Linked DNA regions of Mus musculus: region 1 is linked to region 2. A link is a contact called in public HiChIP or PLAC-seq data. All regions are on one chromosome and are shown on one strand. The core of a region is the stretch at or near the end of the contact, and the rest is flanking DNA. Distances in the headings are between cores, read along the strand shown. Region 1 has its middle 3.9 kb from the start of Gm16206. Region 2 has its middle 66 kb from the start of Gm40048.

What was found. HiChIP or PLAC-seq counts read pairs in DNA pulled down with a chosen protein or histone mark.
Region 1: a contact with region 2 is called in a CTCF HiChIP or PLAC-seq map of pro-B cells, with 6 times the contacts expected there. The contact joins two enhancer-like sites. A contact is called at or near these places in 2 of 15 datasets of contacts at CTCF or cohesin (large pre-B cells and pro-B cells), 42 of 484 Hi-C or Micro-C datasets (B cells, the C2C12 cell line, the G1E-ER4 cell line and 23 more) and 3 of 115 datasets of contacts at active chromatin or transcription factors (fibro-adipogenic progenitors, large pre-B cells and stem cell-derived neural progenitor cells).

What each region holds. Positions count from the first base shown.
Region 1 is chr3:53,446,741-53,450,732 of GRCm38.p6, forward strand. No RefSeq gene overlaps it. Among named protein-coding and RNA genes, the nearest start is that of Gm16206, 3.9 kb to the right of the region's middle. Within about 2 kb of position 1,706, at least 8 of the 459 cell types and tissues checked have an H3K27ac peak or open chromatin away from gene starts, as enhancers often do. A contact at or near this core is called in pro-B cells, where this site is marked.
Region 2 is chr3:53,327,562-53,331,705 of GRCm38.p6, forward strand. No RefSeq gene overlaps it. Among named protein-coding and RNA genes, the nearest start is that of Gm40048, 66 kb to the right of the region's middle. Within about 2 kb of position 2,175, at least 1 of the 459 cell types and tissues checked has an H3K27ac peak or open chromatin away from gene starts, as enhancers often do. A contact at or near this core is called in pro-B cells, where this site is marked.

The DNA.
Region 1 (3,992 bases), core at 456-2,955, 120 kb after region 2:
AGTGAGTCTTCCCAGTGGTACTGGTTTTGAAGGCATGAAGGGGTCATGGAGAATTGAGACTTCACACAATATGGTAGGGCTGGAGTCCCTGAAGAGAGCAGAGGAGAGGCTCCAGCAGAAGACTCCAGCATTTTGGAGATTCCAGTACCAGGGGATGTCCACAAAGAACAGCAGCACCAGCAGAGCAGAGCGAGCCAGAGCTTGGGAAACAGGGTGTGGCAGAGGGTAGAGCTGGAGAGGTGACCTGGCCCTTGGGAGGAGCCCAGGAGATGGGGAGTGAGGCCCAGACGGAGACACTGGGATTTTACACTGTTGGTGTCTGCATTTGCTTTGTTCAGATTGTGACTGCGCCACCATGGTCACTCCTCCCTGGAATAAGAAACTATTTAGCTTACTCTGATCTTACAGGGGCCCATGGTTGAGATTTTACACTTTTAAAGAGAAACTTTTAGAGTCTTACAGAGACTTTTAAAAGAAACTTTGAATTTTTCCATTTTAGAGTCTGAACTTTTAAAGTGTTCAAATTTGTAAAGACGGTGGGACTTTCAAGTGTGTGCTGTGGTTTTTATTTGTGATACTTATTAATGTGTGATATTGCGAGTAAACAAGAAAGAAAACGTGATGTCTTAACAGTAATGTGTTTGTGTGTCAACTTGACAAGGGATCAATCTGGTGAGCTACTATTTGTGGCAACTTGACACAGCTATAGTCATTTGATAGGAGGGAACCTCTGTTGAGAAAATGCCTTCCTAAGATTGGACTGTAGATAAACCTGTATGTAGAGCAATTTCTTAATTGGTGATGGACTGGGGAGGATCCAGTCCATTGTGGCCCCGTGGTCCTGAGTTCTGTAAGAAAGCAGACTGAGCAAGTCATGGAGAGAAACCTGATGAAGAGTGATATGGAGGCGGCGCTGAATCAGACACTGTTTAACTTAGACACATTAAGACACTTTTCAACTTCCATCCAACTCTACGTATAAAAGAAAGAGCTGGGGGCTGGAGAGATGGCTCAGGGGTTAAGAGCACTGTTTACTCTTCTAGAGTCGTGAGTTCAATTCACAGCCACCACATAGTGGTTCATAACCATCTGTAATGAGATTTGATGCCCTCTTCTGGTGTGCATGAAAACAGTGACAGCGTATTCACGTACATTAAATTAATTAACTAATTAATTAAAAGAAAGAGCCATGTGTTATGAAGTAATTACTTTATGCCATAAACTCATATGATGGCTAAGGGCCAGGCAGAGGAATAATTTGGCCTTTTAAATAATCCACTTTTCTTGTTTGTAAAATAATCAACCAGCCCAAGTAACAAGCCTCAAAGACCCGATCAGCAAGACTAATCCACCACATTCATGCCCATGAATTCCCTATGTCTGGATTACTGAAAACTGTTCAAACTTTTTCCCTTTTACTTGTAGAAAAACAAATGAAGTCAGAACAATGTTCAACTGCTGGAACTGTGCCAGGTGTACAGCAGCTTCCTTGGAATATAAGTATTCTATACAGACAAAGGAAAGTATAGTAATTATACTATAGAGACAAAGGAAAGTATAGTAACTATACCATAGAGACAAAGGAAAGCACACGGGTGTTCAGCAGGGTAACTTCAGTTTTAAAGTCAAGAACACAAGGAAGCCTGGCATTGTGATTCACCAGCTAGTTCAAGATAAACCTAGGATAAAACACAGCACTCTACTGCCCTCTTTTGGGTGAAGACTGTAACATACCTACCAACTACATCTTAGGAAGTACTGCTGGTGACTGCTCTCAGGGACACTAGCCCAAAAACCTTCATGCGTGTAACTATGTTTTGTAAAATGAATAAAGCCAATAAATTTTTACATCAAAATTTTTATTTGATTATTGCTGAAAGTACACAGCTGAAAATAAAACAACCCAGCCACGTAAGCTCAGGGTTTGTTGTTGTTTGTTTTTTAATTCTGATTTAAACCTTTAAAGAGTTCCCAGTTTGATTAGCTCTCTAGTCAAACCCAAAAAACTTTTAAAACCAGAAGAAGCCCAACAAGTTGGTTCTTTGTCACCTTAGCCTTCCAGCAATGGTATATGGAGCAGTTGGTGCATGACCGTAATATAAGCGGTATTTGTTCATTATTAAACTGTAGCCATGTTTTCTCTGATTGACAAACACTCCACTTTAAAGACTTGTTCATTCTCAGAGTGGAAGGAAAGATAATCACAGCCCTTGGTCCTCTAATATAGACTAGATCCCCTCTGTGTCAAGAATAAGCCTAGGAGGCAGAGGTTTCAAGAGTTCCACTGCTACCACAAAATCCAGACTCCTGGAGCTGAGACGGCTCGGAAGAAGATTGAGTTGAGTTGTACTGTCATTCCAGCTCCAGGGGACTCCAATGCCGTCAGCCTCCACAGACATATGCATCCACGTGCACACGCCCACAAGGAGATACATACACAAATGAACACAATCCAAAACAATAGAAAGTTATAAAGCTGAGATGGCTCCCTGGATCTGAGCACTTGCTGGGTGGGCATGAGGATCTGGGCTCGAATGCTCACCCACATAGGAGCAGGACAGGCCCACAAATCCCTGTGAGCCCAGGCTGTCCTAGCTCATACAGCTCACACATCCCTGTGAGCCCAGGCTGTCCTAGCTCATACAGCTCAGCAGCCTATGCTTTATGAGACCACAGACAAAGAATATTCTTAGTGCCAGCTATGTCGTTAGCCCTGGGTTTATGCAGTGAACTTTAGTGTAAAACTGGGCTGGTATGCAACTTGAGATCTTGCTGTGGCCTCCAGAGTTGTGAGTTACAGATGTCTACCACCATGCCCAGACTCACCAAACTGAGATCTTATGGCCACTGAAATTCTTCTATTATTAAAATAACAAAACTTAAAACAAGGAGCCAGGTTACATACATTTTTCTTTGCACAACTTTAATGTTCCAATAGAAAATACAACTTTTACTTCTTTAACTCACTGATCCAGTGTGTGTGTGGGGTGTGAGATGTTTTGATTGTAAGCTCACTGACCACACAAGATAAACAAGAACAATATCTGCAGCAAGTTTTGTAAGAATCTGTAAAGAAATCATGCTGGCACTGGCCTGGAAGCTTCATCCCTACTTGCTAGCTCTCACAGTTCTAGAAGGTTCTATTTATATCACTGAAGGAGAAAATGTTCAGCAATCATAACCAGCTGTGGAGGCTGAGAGCTACAGTAAGGACTGGCCCATAAAGGTGTGTCCACTGGACCAAGAGTTGCACAAATATCATGCATCAAATTTCTGACTGGATTTAAAGCCTGTTCTAAAAGATGGAAGCTTGCTTGGCACTGCTAACTGGCTAAACACCTGTGGCTGGCAAGGCCATAGCCCCAGGGGACTATCTAATACTATGACCTGCCCCACTGTGAAGTTCTTATCTTCATACCCATGGGTTACTGCCTCTCTCAATTCTCATCACGGAAGCTTCATTTGGAATAGATGGATATTAATACAGAGATCCACAAGTGATTCGGCCTCGGAGAATAAGAGAATGTGAACTGACAGGCTCTAAATAGGACATCCTTGAAAGCCTCGGGGACTACTGCAGAAGAGGACAGGGGTGGTAGGTGTCTGCAGCAGAACACCATCTGCTGGACTGAACCCACAAACCAGAAGTCAAAATCCCAGCACAGAGCAGGGAGGGGCTCATGAAGCCTACCACGAACTAAGAAGCTACTGGAGGTAGCTGTGGGGGACCTTTCCTAAAAGGTGACCCTGCTTCGAGGAGTGTCCTACACCATGCACATCCAGGCTGCACCGAGGTCATGGAATGAACACGTGCACGAGGCACTGGGAGGAAAAGGTGATGGAGGGTGGGAGGAACTGAAAGGGAGAGAACGCAGGATGGAACTGATCAAAACACAGTATCTACTATAAACCCTCAATAACAATGATCGAGACTAACCAGGTAAATAAAATACAGTAGAAAGAACAAAGGCAGTTCAACTAGTCTCCTCTCC
Region 2 (4,144 bases), core at 925-3,424:
GGCATTATATCTAGGTCACTGACAACCCAGCCGGAAGATTGACAGCAGCCCCTTTCGTCTGAGAACAGATGTGTCTCAAGGGAGAGTCAGTGGTTGGATTCACTGATGGATTGTCTGTCCACAGGGCTGAATCTCTGGGAGGAAAAAGAATACAGGACCTGCCTGCCACTTAATTCCTCAGGCAGAAAACTTCTATGGAGAAGAAATCCACCCTCAGGGGAGTAGGAGGCAGCTGCCCTCTTGCAGGACCAGAGGCCCCGAATGCAAGCAAGACATACGAATTTTAATGAAGTAGAGCACAGCCCCACTCCGGGGTCAGGGTGGCAATGTTCCTGGAGAGGACAGGCTTCAGGAAGTGATGAAAGGGTCATCTGAAGGAGCTGCTCTACACCTCAGGTGACAGTGCTCTCTGCTGCTGAGACCTGGACTGGTTTTCCGAGTCTGCCAGTCAAAGTTAGATAGATTGGTTAACGCAAAATCAACACCAATACTTTAATTAAAAAAAAAAAATCCCTGAAAGCAAAAGGAGAGACTATTTGGGAAAGGAAAAGGACTCAGCCAGAGACAGGCAGGAGTGGGGGAAGATGATAGAGGGATGGGATGAATAAGAACAAAGGGTGTGTATGAGCATGTGTGTGTGCATGTGTGTGTGTGCATGTGTGTGCATGTGTGTGTTTGCATACATGTGTGTGCATATGTGTCTCTGTGTGTGCATGTGTTTACATGTGTGTGTTTGCATGCATGTGTGTGCATATATGTCTGTGTGTATGTATATGTGTGTGCATGTGTGTTTGTGTGTGTGCATGCATGTGTGTGCATTTGTATGTAAAAAGGCCATAATGAAACCCATTGCTTTGTATGCCAACTTAAAAATTAAGCAGATTGTTGGAAGTAGGGCAAAACTTGAAGGTTTCAAAACCCTTGGCCAGGGTGTGCACCAGAAGACTGGCAAAGAGCACCAAAACTGTGACTCACTCCAGAAAGCACTGTGAAGCCGAAGAACCTGGGAGATTGGCATTTTAGGGTCTTCTTTACTAAAGCGTTATAAACTGGAGATCATTGCTGAGACCCACATTCCTTTCACTGCTTGTCTTTGGGAGCCTCCTCTGAGACAAGCACCCTTTAGGCGCCATAGCCAGTGTGATTGTAATACACTCTACCCATGGACAATCATAGTCCAGGGTGAGAGACACAAACCAGTAGTGGCCCTGTGATCTTCTGAGAGCTGTGTCCGATTTTCACACAAGGTGTGTCTGATTAGACTCAAGAGAGAGTCAAGAAAAATCTTCAGGAAGAAGGTATCTTAGCTGAATTTCAAAGGATCTGAGAAGAGTACCCTACACAGTTTATCATTTGTTTCTTCAACCAATGTTTGTTGGATGCCCACTGCAGTAGACTCCGTTTTAGGGACAGCTATCATAATGGCAAGTCAAAGAAATACCTATGAGCAGAAGTTCAAGGGGGGATAACTCAGTTTCCATGAACAAGTTTACACAGAGAGGCCAGTGATACTCTGGAGTCAGAAGGGGCCAGGGTAAACCATGTGTATACGAGATCCTGAAAAGAGGTAGTGTGCATCCTCCTGTTAGTTCTCACTGCTGCCTATGACGCTCTACTGGAAACAGGATGCGTGAGAAAGTGAAGAGGCTTCTTGTAAATACTCCACACGTTTGAGAAATCAGCAAGTGATCCTGCTTGCCTGGACCACGGTCAGCATGAACGTTTATTAGTTACCGCCATAGGAAAGAATTCATAAACCATGCTCATTTGCCTTGCCCAAAAGCCAAAGCAAATCATGCGAACAGCAATGCCAGGCACCCCCTGAAATGATGACTCTGGTCACTGTCATCCTTGCACTCTGCAGAGGACATCAGCTAATTTCCTCAGCTAAGACGTGCACTCTGCGGATTTTACAATATCCCAGAAATTCTCCTAAGAAACTATTCTTCATCTAATTATTTAAAAATGTTTCTAAGGACAAATCACATGACCTGAGCTAAGCGAAAGTGTCCACCTGATACACTGTTCACATGCTATTTCTGTTCAGGAACCTGTTTCATCAGAGAAACTTTTACATGAGCCTAGAAATACAGATATTTATAACATAGGTACCCAATCGTCTGTTAACTCCACTTTCAGGGGATCTGACACCCTCTCCTGGCCTTAGGGGGTACTGCATGCACATGTATGCAGACAAATAGACACAAAATACAGACTTTAAAAACATATAGTGTGGCTGGTTGTGAGTTGTGAATATCTTTCTGAAACTCATCAAGCAGCACACAGACAAGGATAATCACTCTCTACAAATTTCCCTTTCATTGTAGAAAAATATAAACTACGTTTTAAAAAGCAGTAGTTTAGTTCTAAATGAACAAATTATAGGTTTAGATTTATCACTCTAATATATGAGCAGTCACACGAACCCCTTAGAATTTAGATATTCTTACAGGCACAGATAAGTGATATTTCTGAACAAGCAAAATGGGAATCCAACCAGGACCATGGTTATCCTTATGCCAACCTGGGAAACCTATATCCTTTAGAGCTTCATTCTACAAATCCAGGTTGTGGTAAGAGAATGGTACATGGCTTTACTCCAAGGCTATATACCATGACATCAGTTTATATCAGGAGTAATGGTATGGTGAGAGCATTATATTTTGGTTGGTAGCATTGTGTTATCTATTCTGCTTTTAAATTTTATTAAACTACTTAGTTGCTCACCCACAGCTTAATATCTTCTACAAGAGGCTAATGCTGTACAGACTCTGGGGTAATTTGCATGCACCCCAGATTTATCAGGTAATCAGGTAACCACTTAGGAGCTAAATTTACTGATCTTACATGCATTCCAGGGGGGATAAAGCAGACTGACTCTTCTTCATGGTGACTTCAGAAGCCCAGTTTCTAAAAATATCTGCAGTGAAGGAGACTTGAGCAGCGCCCTGTGCAGCAACATCTCACAAAGGCTGTTCCCTGGGATACTGACTAGTGTTTCACGGAGAGTCGTTAACAGCTCTTAATGACAAAAGGATCCTGTGGTCAAGTCAATCCATGTTACCGTGAGTCAACGTTAAATAGATTTCTTCTTACCTTAGGATATAGTCATTTTTAATCAATCCCATGAATGGTTTAGGAATTTCTCAGAAGGAGCTATAGCTTACAGCATTTTGCATTTCCTCCTGACCTTAAAAATGGGTGCATGGCAGTTGGCAGCACCTGTGGGATAGCTTAGGAACCAGGCACAGATTGGCCATGGCGATCCAGCAGCTTGGTCACTTCACTGGAAGTCCCGGTATTGCAGTGCTTTGAGGAAGAGTGGGTAGTGAAGTATGTGAAAGAACAATCTGGCACTGGAGACAGAAGCAGGAAACCACTAAGCAACAATGTATCTAAGCTGGTGCACAATTAATGTATTTCCAGAAAATACAGAGCTGGATGCAGAGGCCTGGAATCACCTGCTGTTTTAAAGAGGCCAGAGTCTCTCTTCACAGCTGACCCTGTGCCAGATTCTGATCTTAGCAGAAGAAGCAAGAGTGTCTGTCAGAAGGTGTTTGTGGACCCAGAATTCTATGGAGGAAGCTGGGAGGAAGAAATGGCCTCTAGAGAGGGCAATTCATGAGAACATGAAGAACATCACCTGTTATACTCAGGAGAGGTCCTTCCTGGAATGAACCGTGGTCTCTGACACAAAATGCAGATGTTCTAAAGACAGATGGCTCCTTGGGTACTTTCTCTAGCTCCTCCATGTTGGGGGCCCTGTGATCCAAATCTGCAACCCTATAGGAGGAACAACAATATGAACTAACCAGTACCCCCTGGAGCTCGTGTCTCTAGCTGCATATGTATCAGAAGATGGCCTAGTTGGCCATCAGTGGAAAGAGAGGCCCATTGGTCTTGCAAACTTTATATGCCTCAGTACAGGGGAACACCAGGGCCAAGAAGTGCGAGTGGGTGGGTAGGGGAGTGGGGGGGGGTATGGGGGACTTTTGGGATAGCATTGGAAATGTAAATGAAGAAAATACCTAACAAAAATAATTTAAAAAAAAGACAGATGGCTCTAGAGACACAAGAATGGGGGGGGGGTGACCAAGAGACTATACTGGAGAACCAGGGGTGGCCACTAGTTTTTTAGAAATAA